Linked DNA regions of Arachis hypogaea: region 2 is linked to region 1. A link is a contact called in public Hi-C data. All regions are on one chromosome and are shown on one strand. Each heading gives the region's core, a stretch centred on a gene start, on an enhancer-like site or on the middle of the called end of the contact. The rest is flanking DNA. Distances are from core to core; before and after follow the strand shown.

Region 1 (4,811 bases), core at 718-3,217:
CTTCACCTCGACGGTGCAGTGATTTCCAAGAGCAGCAGCGGCCAACGACGAACTCCACCCCGATGGCGATCTCCAAGAGCAACAACGGCGACCTCCATGCTTTTTATAAGATAAAGTTTCATTCTTTCTGTTTTAAAAAGAAATTGAATATGTTGTTGTTGTTAGATTTGGAGAATTTGATGTTGTTCATCATAATTCCTAATTTCCTAATTTTTATTGTTGGTTTTGTTTTTATTCTTATTTCTGGATTTTTGGATTTCTGGATTACTGTTGTATTTTTGTTTTTGAATTTTGTGTTTTTCTCTAATTTTTGTTCTTTTTTCTTGTATTTGATTGTTCTTGATAATTAAAATGATATATTTTTTATTTTTGTAATTGGAGATGAATTTGAGTATTTTTAATTCTTGTAATTGAATTTTGTTAACTGTATTAAGATTTAAAGTTTTGATTTTGTTAATGGAAGAATTTCTTCTATCTTCTAGAAGAAGAAGAACAAGAACAGAATTTGTTCTCTTGGAGGAAGAAGAACAAAAAGAATGAAATGGTAAAAAAAGTTGTATTTTTAATTCTTGTAATTGGATTTTGTTAACTGTATTAAGATTTGAAGTTTTGAGTTTGTTAATGGAAGAATTTCTTCTTCTGGAAGAAGAAGAACAAGAACAGAATTTGTTCTCCTGGAGAAAGAAGAACAAGAAGAATGAAATGGTGAAAAAAGAAGTATTTTTGTCATTTAAAAAAAAATTAGAAGGACGATTTTAAAATCAAATACAACATTAAAAATGATTTTAAATCAAAATATACACCAGGGGCGAGTTCGATTCTGACCCTCAACATAAAGGACCAAAATAATACTTATCCCTAAAAATAACTGATTGTTGATTAAAAAAATTAATTCCAAATATTTTTCCTTCACCATAAATAACAATGTTAGTTATGATAATTATTTACTATCAATTTAGTATATATAACATAAGATTACAGAAGGAATAAAATCCTTATATGGTAAATTGGTAATAATAAAGTAAAAGATATGACGTGCACTTCATTACAATAAGTTTGGTTTGGTATACATTCAATAATCTTTCCAACTATATATCAGCACTTAGTAATTATCATTATTAACATACATTAACCAAATAAAGATAATTTCAAAATCCAAAATTCCACATTATCATTATTATTACATAACATCTCCAAGCAATACCTTCTTGAACATAGACGAGGAACACCATCTTGATCTAGCATTTCCAAAACACAAACTAGAATCATTCACATAATAAAGATCTTCATTTTGTGTAGTACCACCACTCTTCCTAGGATGTCGTACCATAGGAGAATTCGGCACGGAGTACGATGTTGGCCGCCATGACAAAGAAGAAGACGACGACGACAACGAGTGTGACCAAGAATTAGGAGATTCTGGCGATGGAGGAACAACAACACACCCTTTGTTGTTATTATTATTACGTTTCTTGGGAAATAATAAAGCTTTAAAAAGACTAGTAGACTTTGAAGAGTTTTTATTATTCTTGCCATTGGTAAATAATGGGTTTTTTGGAGTGGCATTTTGGTAATTATAAGAAGGTGGAGGGGTGAGAGGAGGAAAAGAGGTTTCTCTGAATCTAACAACCTTAGGAGTACCTGGTTGAGATTCCCAAACAAATGGAACCGATGCTGATTCACCAACATCATGGTAATAACCTTCATTTGATGATACTTGTCTTGATAAGTGTTCCTCATCATGAACAAGGAACATGTTAAGCTTCTTCTTCTTCTTGTTGTTCTTTTGACTCATAACAAGGATATTGGGAGGACTTTGGAGAATAATGTTTGAAGGGTTTGATTTTGATGACATGATGATGCTGATCCTCAATTGCCTAGCTAGGTTGCTATATATATAATATATGTATATATAGTTATCATGGAAGGTTGAGATTGAAATATGTGTGCGCGTATGTAAGTGTATATAATTATTAATATTAATTATTAATTAATCAATACAAGTAAATTTTAATGTGTAATCTTTATGTGACTTTTTGGTTCAATTTTGGAGAGAGATTATTGCCACCTTCTTTGTTGCTAATGGGATATTTCTATCGAATTAACTTTCTTTAAAATTACTAAATTAAAACACCCTTAATTAATATATGATAATGGAGTGATAATTGGAACGAAATTAAATGTAATTATCTTTAATATTAATGACATTATTTTAGAGCCATAAAAAGTGTGACACTCCCTAATTTTTGTCATCCTCCTTAGCAAAATTGTTATAGTATGTGATTGAATCAATAGAAATATTTGATTCTGGAATATATTTAATAGGTGTTTTAGAAACATGTTAATAAAAATTATTTTTTATTACTAATAAAGAGAGGGTGATTTTGAATATTTCTAAAATATGCATCAAAGGATATGCAAACATTTTTTTATTGGGTAAATAGTCATGCAATTAAGCACATAGAAATAAATAGATTAAGTTAGAAACAATAATAAAATAGACTAACCATATATTTTGACAAAAATAAGTTTACAACAATAAACTTATAAGTCTCTCTATAAATATATAAATTATTTACATAATTTAAATCTAAATCAACGTGGGAACTACTTAATTAAAATTCTAAAATATATATGTACTGTAAACGACTGGAGAGTGTGTGTAACGAGAGGCATCTTCAAAGGGTTTTGGTGAGGAAGTAGTTTAAGACTTTTCATTAAAGGAATCTCTAACATGAGATTGGGAATTGGTAGTGGGTGCACTTGCAATATTTAATTGGTATTCCACATTCTAATAATAGTAGAGTTTGATCAGATCATCGAAAATAATTAAGAAAAAAAAAAGAAGTCAACTATATCTATGTATTTGGTAGATTATTTACTTAGTTCACATACAAAGAAATTAAAACAATGACTGAATCAAGCCTATAGTAATCGTTGATAGCTAATCAACTTGAGTTGGTCAAGTGATAAATTTATTCGTCCTTTTAGTATTAGAAATTTAAATTCTGCTTGATGCATGTAGTAATCTATTAGCCAGCGACAGATCTTTAAATAGAATTTAGATCTATAACAAATTAATCTTTAACCTTTTGAGCTGAAAAATATCACAAACAAAACAAAAAAAATCATTGATAGCTAATGAATTTATTGTTCTCCGCGCGATGTATGTCAGATTTTAATTCATTTTTTATTTCACTTAATTATTGAGATCGAAAGAAGGTGTAAGGAATGAAAGGATGAAGTGCAATGAAAGGCACGAATCGAACAATATAAAAAAAAAAGTCCTCAAATACCATTAGATTTATTAAAAAAATTTACCAATAATTTATTTATTGTCAGATTTGATAGTAAAATAAATTTAATGGTATAAATTTTAATAGTAAAATAACGGTATAAATTTTGTTAATAATTATTTATCAACAGATTTTTTTATATGTCGCTAATTACTAATAAATTTAGTGGTGGATATAAAATATTAGTTAATAAAATTCTAGAGTTTGTTATGGTCAAATTTATCTCTTAGTAAATCCGACGATAATATATTATTTATTAATAATTAAAGTAATAACTAGCGACAATAAATTTACTGATAAATTTAAATTATAGTTAAAAAAATTGTTTAAAAGTTTAACATATAATTTTAAATATTTAAATTCAATCATTTTTAAATTAATAAAATTTAAAATTTTACAATTTTTAATAATAATTTGTTTATAAATTTTAGTTAAAAATTTATAAACAAATTCAAATATCAAAATTTATGACTAAAGAAAAAAATAATAATCACTCGCGTAAGAAAAAAAAAAAACAAAATTTAACAATTAATAATGCTTGTGTTACATTATTGACACATGAGATAGAATTTCACATATAACCAATTCAAATAGTTCTCAAATAAAGAGATAATCTTATATTAGAAAATCTTTTCTAGAGGAATTGAAGCTGTTAATCCTTATGTAATCATGCACATGTTTTGCAGGAATTTATCAAAATCAACAAGACAAATTAAATAAACACGTAGATAGTGACGGCAATAGACACCAATAGCGGCCACTGCAAGAAAACATTTTTATTGTTATGTTTTAAAGCATGGTAAAAAACTAAAAAAAAAGTGTGACAATAATTTTTTGCCACGCTTTTTGAACTACAATTATATTTTTGAAAAGAACACATCTGCAAGTGTGGCGATTTCTCTATCGTCACGTTTTTGGTGATCTATCGCCACGTTTTTTATAAATTGTCACTCTTAAAAGCGTGGCTGTATGTGGAAGATATGATCACGTTTTTATGTGAGATAGAATTACGTTTTCAAAGCGTGGTGATAGCGAGATATGACCACGCTTTTAAAGCGTGGTGATAATGAAAGATACGGCCACGCTTTAAAAGCATGACAATAGCCTTATCAAATTATAAAAAAAAAAAACTTTCTCTAATTTTACCTTCATCGCTGCACAATATAGATTTTCAGTCCTTTTTTATTACCAAACTTATAAATATAATATGCAATTTTTATTACAAGATAAATCAAATAATAATTAGTGACTTATATAATTTTTGCTATAATTGTTTTATATATTAAAAAACTAATACTCAAAATACAAAATAAATCTCGAGTTCAAAACTCTGTTCTAGAGAGGTGCTCTAAATGCAAGCTAATCAAATATCAAGCATTTACCATCAGCCTTCTCTATTCTAGTATGTGAAATCTCGCCGGCAGGGATTTTATCCACGAAGACTCTAGCAACAGTGACATTGACGTGCTGATCTGTAATGACAATGGGCTAAATGGCGACGACGGGAATTCTGAG
Region 2 (4,811 bases), core at 958-3,457, 120 kb before region 1:
CTCCATTAACATTTCTTACCTAGCCTCTTTAGCATTAGTCTCACTCTCCCTCTTAACCTTGCACTTCGTCTTAATCACTTCTATGTGATTGTTTATATTGTGAAAAGTAGTTTCTAAAGCTATTCCAAGATGACTTGGGTGATTATGAGGTTGAAAAGTGAAATTTCATCTTTAATTAGTAAAAAATAGACATTCTAGTTTGAAATCTTTTTCATATTTGTGATAGTCTAATTTTCCTAATGAATATTGTTGCGGATTGATTTGCTTTATAATGAATAATTTTGGAGACCAAATTGACTGTAATTTGTCCAAGAATCAATTTGTCTCCTTCACACATGGCGCTTAACGTCTGACATGGAAATTTAACGTGATACATAGGATAGCTCCATTAGGATTTGACGGAACAAAGTGGGTCAAAAACCAGTACGAGTTACGGAGTTAAATATTAGGGACTAATGAGCTGATTAATTTTATTTGAAGACTAAAATGTCTGGTCCAAAATTTTTTAGAGACAAAAATGGATAAATACTCAAAATAAAATGACTTTAAAAGAATTTATTGAATGAAACTAAAATGATGGGTCAAAATAAAAATAAATAAAAAATAGCAAAAAAAGAACTTGTCATAGGATTGGTTCTAGACTCCCTAGGTCTTATATATAGGCTTTTGGCCCAGTTATTTTTTTAAAAAAGTGACCTTTATTCTTGAACTCTCTCATCTTAATTCGTATAATCAAGACCCAAATCTCATGGGGTTGGTATTGTTAACCGCTCTACCCAGATGTATTAAGCAAAGACACCTTATGTTTGTTAAGTTTCTTTCAATTGGAAAATTTTTTTCTCTCAACGAAGAGGTTCTTGAGAACTTTAGTTCTAGTAAGTGAGAGAGTTGTCTCCATTACAAATACATTTAAAGTGCAAAACACAATTTTAAATCAAGCAGTCTCTGATCATAACACCCTGTTCATTTAAACCACTTTTCGAAATAACTCAACAATTTTGTGGGGAAACCCAAAAGGAGTAGCCATTTTTGAAGTGGGTAGGAATAAAGTCCTAATAAGCTTTAGCGACAAAAAGAGATGAATGCAAATCCTAGACAATGGTCCTTGGTGCATAAAAGAAAATCTCATCAACTTACAAAGATGGTCACCGAGGGGACGTTTTAGAGGAGATAAACCACGAATTCATGGCTTTTTGAATTCAAGTACATGGAGTGCCAGAGGAATACACGAACCTGGAAGTAGCCTTAGAAATTGTAGATTTAATAGAAATTGTCAAGGAAGTGGATGATCCTCTCATAGACAACACTCTCATGAGGAACGTTTTGAGATTCAAAACCACAACAGACATTTCAAGGCCCCTCCAAACAGGATTCTGGCTCTCAAGAGACCCCTGTCTAGAAATGTGGGTAAGCCTCAAATATGAGAGATTACAAGATTGTTACTGTTTTAATGTAGCATTATAGGGCATGAGAGAAGGGCCTGTAGTTGGTCCACAGCCATGGCATGCTAGAACCCTAACATACCCAAATACTCAGTGAAGCTAGGAACCAACCCAGCCAGACCACTAATCACCATGGAGGTAAGAAGACAAGCAGAGATGCTCGAGCAAAGAGAGAAAGAAGGAGAGGCACATGCACCACAAATCAGAACTAGAGAAAGTGAACAAAGGAATGCTAAAAGTGCTATTAGCTAGCAGACAATAGAGAGAGAAGGTGCTAAAGTGACTTCTAAAGACAAGGACAATGCAGTACATGAGGACGGCAGGAAAAAGGCAGAAAAAAGGAGGAAAAAATCTTTAATCCCCTGATACAAGGAAATGAGCTCAAGAAGCAAGATCTGCTGTAAATCAATCAAATTAGTCTAGCATCCAAAATCAAAAGAGAAATAAATGAAAAGAATAAGGTAGAAAGAAGGGTGTTGGAGTGTCTGAGCAAAGGAAAAGGGATAGTAAGCAATCAAAATGGGCCTCCTGTTACCATTGGGCTCAACACAACAATTCCAATAATCCAAGACCAAGAAATGGTTGCAAACAAAAAAAGGCAGAAACCAATCAAGATGTTGCTATGGTGGGAGATAATTCAAGTGGATTCAGCCCTAACAAAGATATAACAGGAAGGAATTTTAGCCCAAGCCAACTTACAATCTCCAAAAAAGTTGAACATAACAAGCAATCCCTATTACCATCTAACTACCTAAGAGCAATCTCAATCAATCCAGAATATCCAAATGAAAAAATTTTATCTGCGAAGAGCCAGAATATGAGGTATGGGCTACTAGGGACGCAGCTAAAATGAACAAAGAAAAAGAAAAATCGAGACTAGAAGGCTCATTCAACTATGTGGAAGAGGGAGACTATTATGTGGAACTTCTACCAGAGGGGGAAGAATATTTTGCACAAGAGAATAAGGGCAAAGAAAATTCAACAGCATGGGAAAGGGAACTAGCAATAAGAATGAAGAAGGTTTTGAGTCTGAAGAAGAGCAGAGAAAAAGTAGCAAGCTACCTAATCACAAACGAGGAGTGGGAGAATGAACAAGAGCCAAAGCAAGCAAAAAAAGTTTAGAGGAAGTGATATTGATGAGAAGGAATTTCAGGAGCTTTACTAGAAACTAATGTACACAAGACAGAACAAAGGAGAGGAAGATTCAATGGCTGAGGAGGCGGGCCTAACCATACCCCCTACACAACCATGAGTGTCTTAAGTTGGAACTGTCGCAGAGTGATGGGCGCCGCAATAGTAGCTGAGCTTAGAAGTTTATGTAAACAATATAAGCATGCCTTAGAATTTCTAATGAAAACTAAAGCAAGAGATGTAAGAATCATTAAATTAAAAAGAAGGTTGTCACTAGACAATCACTTTTGTGTGGAACTTTGGGTTTCATCGGTGGGCTATACATTTTATGGAAGAATAGTATGAATGTTGTTGTTTATTCTTAGAACAAAATTTCATTAAAACATATAACAGAGGTAATTTTGTTTATGGTAATCCCACTTTCAAGCATAGAAGGAAGTTATGGAGAACTTTATCTGCAAATAGAGAAGACTCAAAAGATCTCAGGTGCTACATTGGAGATTTCAATGAGGTCTTATACCAAGAGAAAAAAAAGGCAAGCATACTAAACCCAAAATATAGATGAAAAAGTTCAGAAAAATTTTCAACGACAATGCACTTATGGACCTGGACATGAAAGGAAATAAATTCACTTGGTTCAGTAATCCTAGAGACAGATTTGTTACTCGAAAAAAATTAGATAGAGCCTTGGTCAACTAGAGTTGGAGGAGCCTATATAATCATGCTACCTTCACTGCCCTCCCTGCTGTTTTTTCCGATCATTGCCCCCTTCTTTTTCAATTAAATATAGAGCATAGGAGCACCAAACTATTTAGATATGAGGCATTTTGACAAGACAACGAGGAATATGAGGAAACTATCAAGAAAGGCTGGGACAAAAGGGGTGCAACAGATGGAAGTTGGCTTGAACTTCTTACAAGAATGAAACATTGCAAGGAAGAGTTGGGAAAATGGAGTAAAAGAACGTTTAGAAGGGCTGATGAAAAGATAGAAAAATTTAAAACCAAGCTTCAAAGGCTACAGAATAGCTCCTACACCTACCAACAGTAATAACAAATCCAAGAGACTGAGGAAGCCAATTTCAGATTATGGAACCAAGAAGAAAAATTTTGTGGAGAAAGAGCAAGAATTAAATAGATAAAATGGGGAGATAAAAACACCACTTTATTCCATGCTACATCCATTTAAAGGAGAGACAGAAACAGAATAGAGAAACTAAAAAATGGTGACGGGCAATGGATTCAAGAGCAAGCGAAAATTATATAACTCATCAAAAATCACTTTTCAAATATTTTCAAATCAAGAGGGATGGTAGAGATGAATGAATACATCAACAAAATTTCTAAGAGATTCAATGAAGACATGAATGAATTTATTAACCGAGAAGTCAATGATGAGAAAATCAGAGATACAGTTTTCAGCATGGGTAGCCTTAAAGCACCAGAACCGAATGGATTAAATGGTTTGTTTTATCAGAAACACTAGGAGGTGGTAAACAAAGAACTTTGTGTGGTAAATAGAAATTTTTTCAGGGATAACCTCTTACTGAAGGAGGTCAATGAGACTCATGTGGTGTTGGTCCCAAAAGTCAAGCAAGTGGAGAGTATCAATCATCTAAGGCCTTTTAGCTGCTACAATTTTATATACAAAATCCTCTCAATGGTGATGGTTATAAGACTGAGAAGGATTATGGACCAAATTATTTCTCCCACCCAAAGTTCTTTTATAGGCATTAGACAAATCCAAGATAATATTGTAATCATCCAAGAAGCCTTTCAAGCTATAACCAAGAGAGGCAAGGATAGTTCAGACAATCTAGCCATCAAACTTGACATGAACAAAGCATATGACAGATTTGAGTGGGACTTTCGAGAGAAAACTCTAAGGGCTTTTGGCTTCAAGAATCGATGGACTAGGCGAATGACGGAGTATGTCAAACAAGTGAACTACAAATTCAAGATCAGTGGTAACCTATCCAAGAAAATTGTCTCTCAAAGAGGCTTGAGACAGGAGATCTTCTATCCCCTTATGTATTTATAATTGCCTCCGAAGTCTTTACAATATTAACAGAGCTAGCATAAAGAGATAATCTTATCTCTGGTGTTAAACTCGCCCCCACTGCTCCCCCAATTACACATCTTTTATTCACTGATGAATTATGTCATTTTTCAAGTGCAAATGAATAAGAGATCTACCAGTTAATCCAAATTCTCAACCAATACACAGCGGTGTCGGGAC

What was found. Hi-C and Micro-C count contacts between places; a contact is called where the count stands out from the background.
Region 2: a Hi-C map of an unstated tissue shows a contact between it and region 1, with 5 times the contacts expected there. The contact joins the enhancer-like site here to the promoter of LOC112702692 in region 1. A contact is called at or near these places in 5 of 8 Hi-C or Micro-C datasets (leaf and an unstated tissue).

What each region holds. Positions count from the first base shown.
Region 1 is chr7:18,132,842-18,137,652 of arahy.Tifrunner.gnm2.J5K5, reverse strand. It overlaps LOC112702692, which reads right to left and starts at 1,967. Exons shown (of 1, transcript XM_025753836.3): 1 at 1,018-1,967. The coding sequence starts at 1,855. The coding sequence ends at 1,181.
Region 2 is chr7:18,249,172-18,253,982 of arahy.Tifrunner.gnm2.J5K5, reverse strand. No RefSeq gene overlaps it. Among protein-coding and RNA genes, the nearest start is that of LOC140174306, 29 kb to the right of the region's middle. Within about 2 kb of position 2,207, at least 3 of the 3 cell types and tissues checked have open chromatin away from gene starts, as enhancers often do.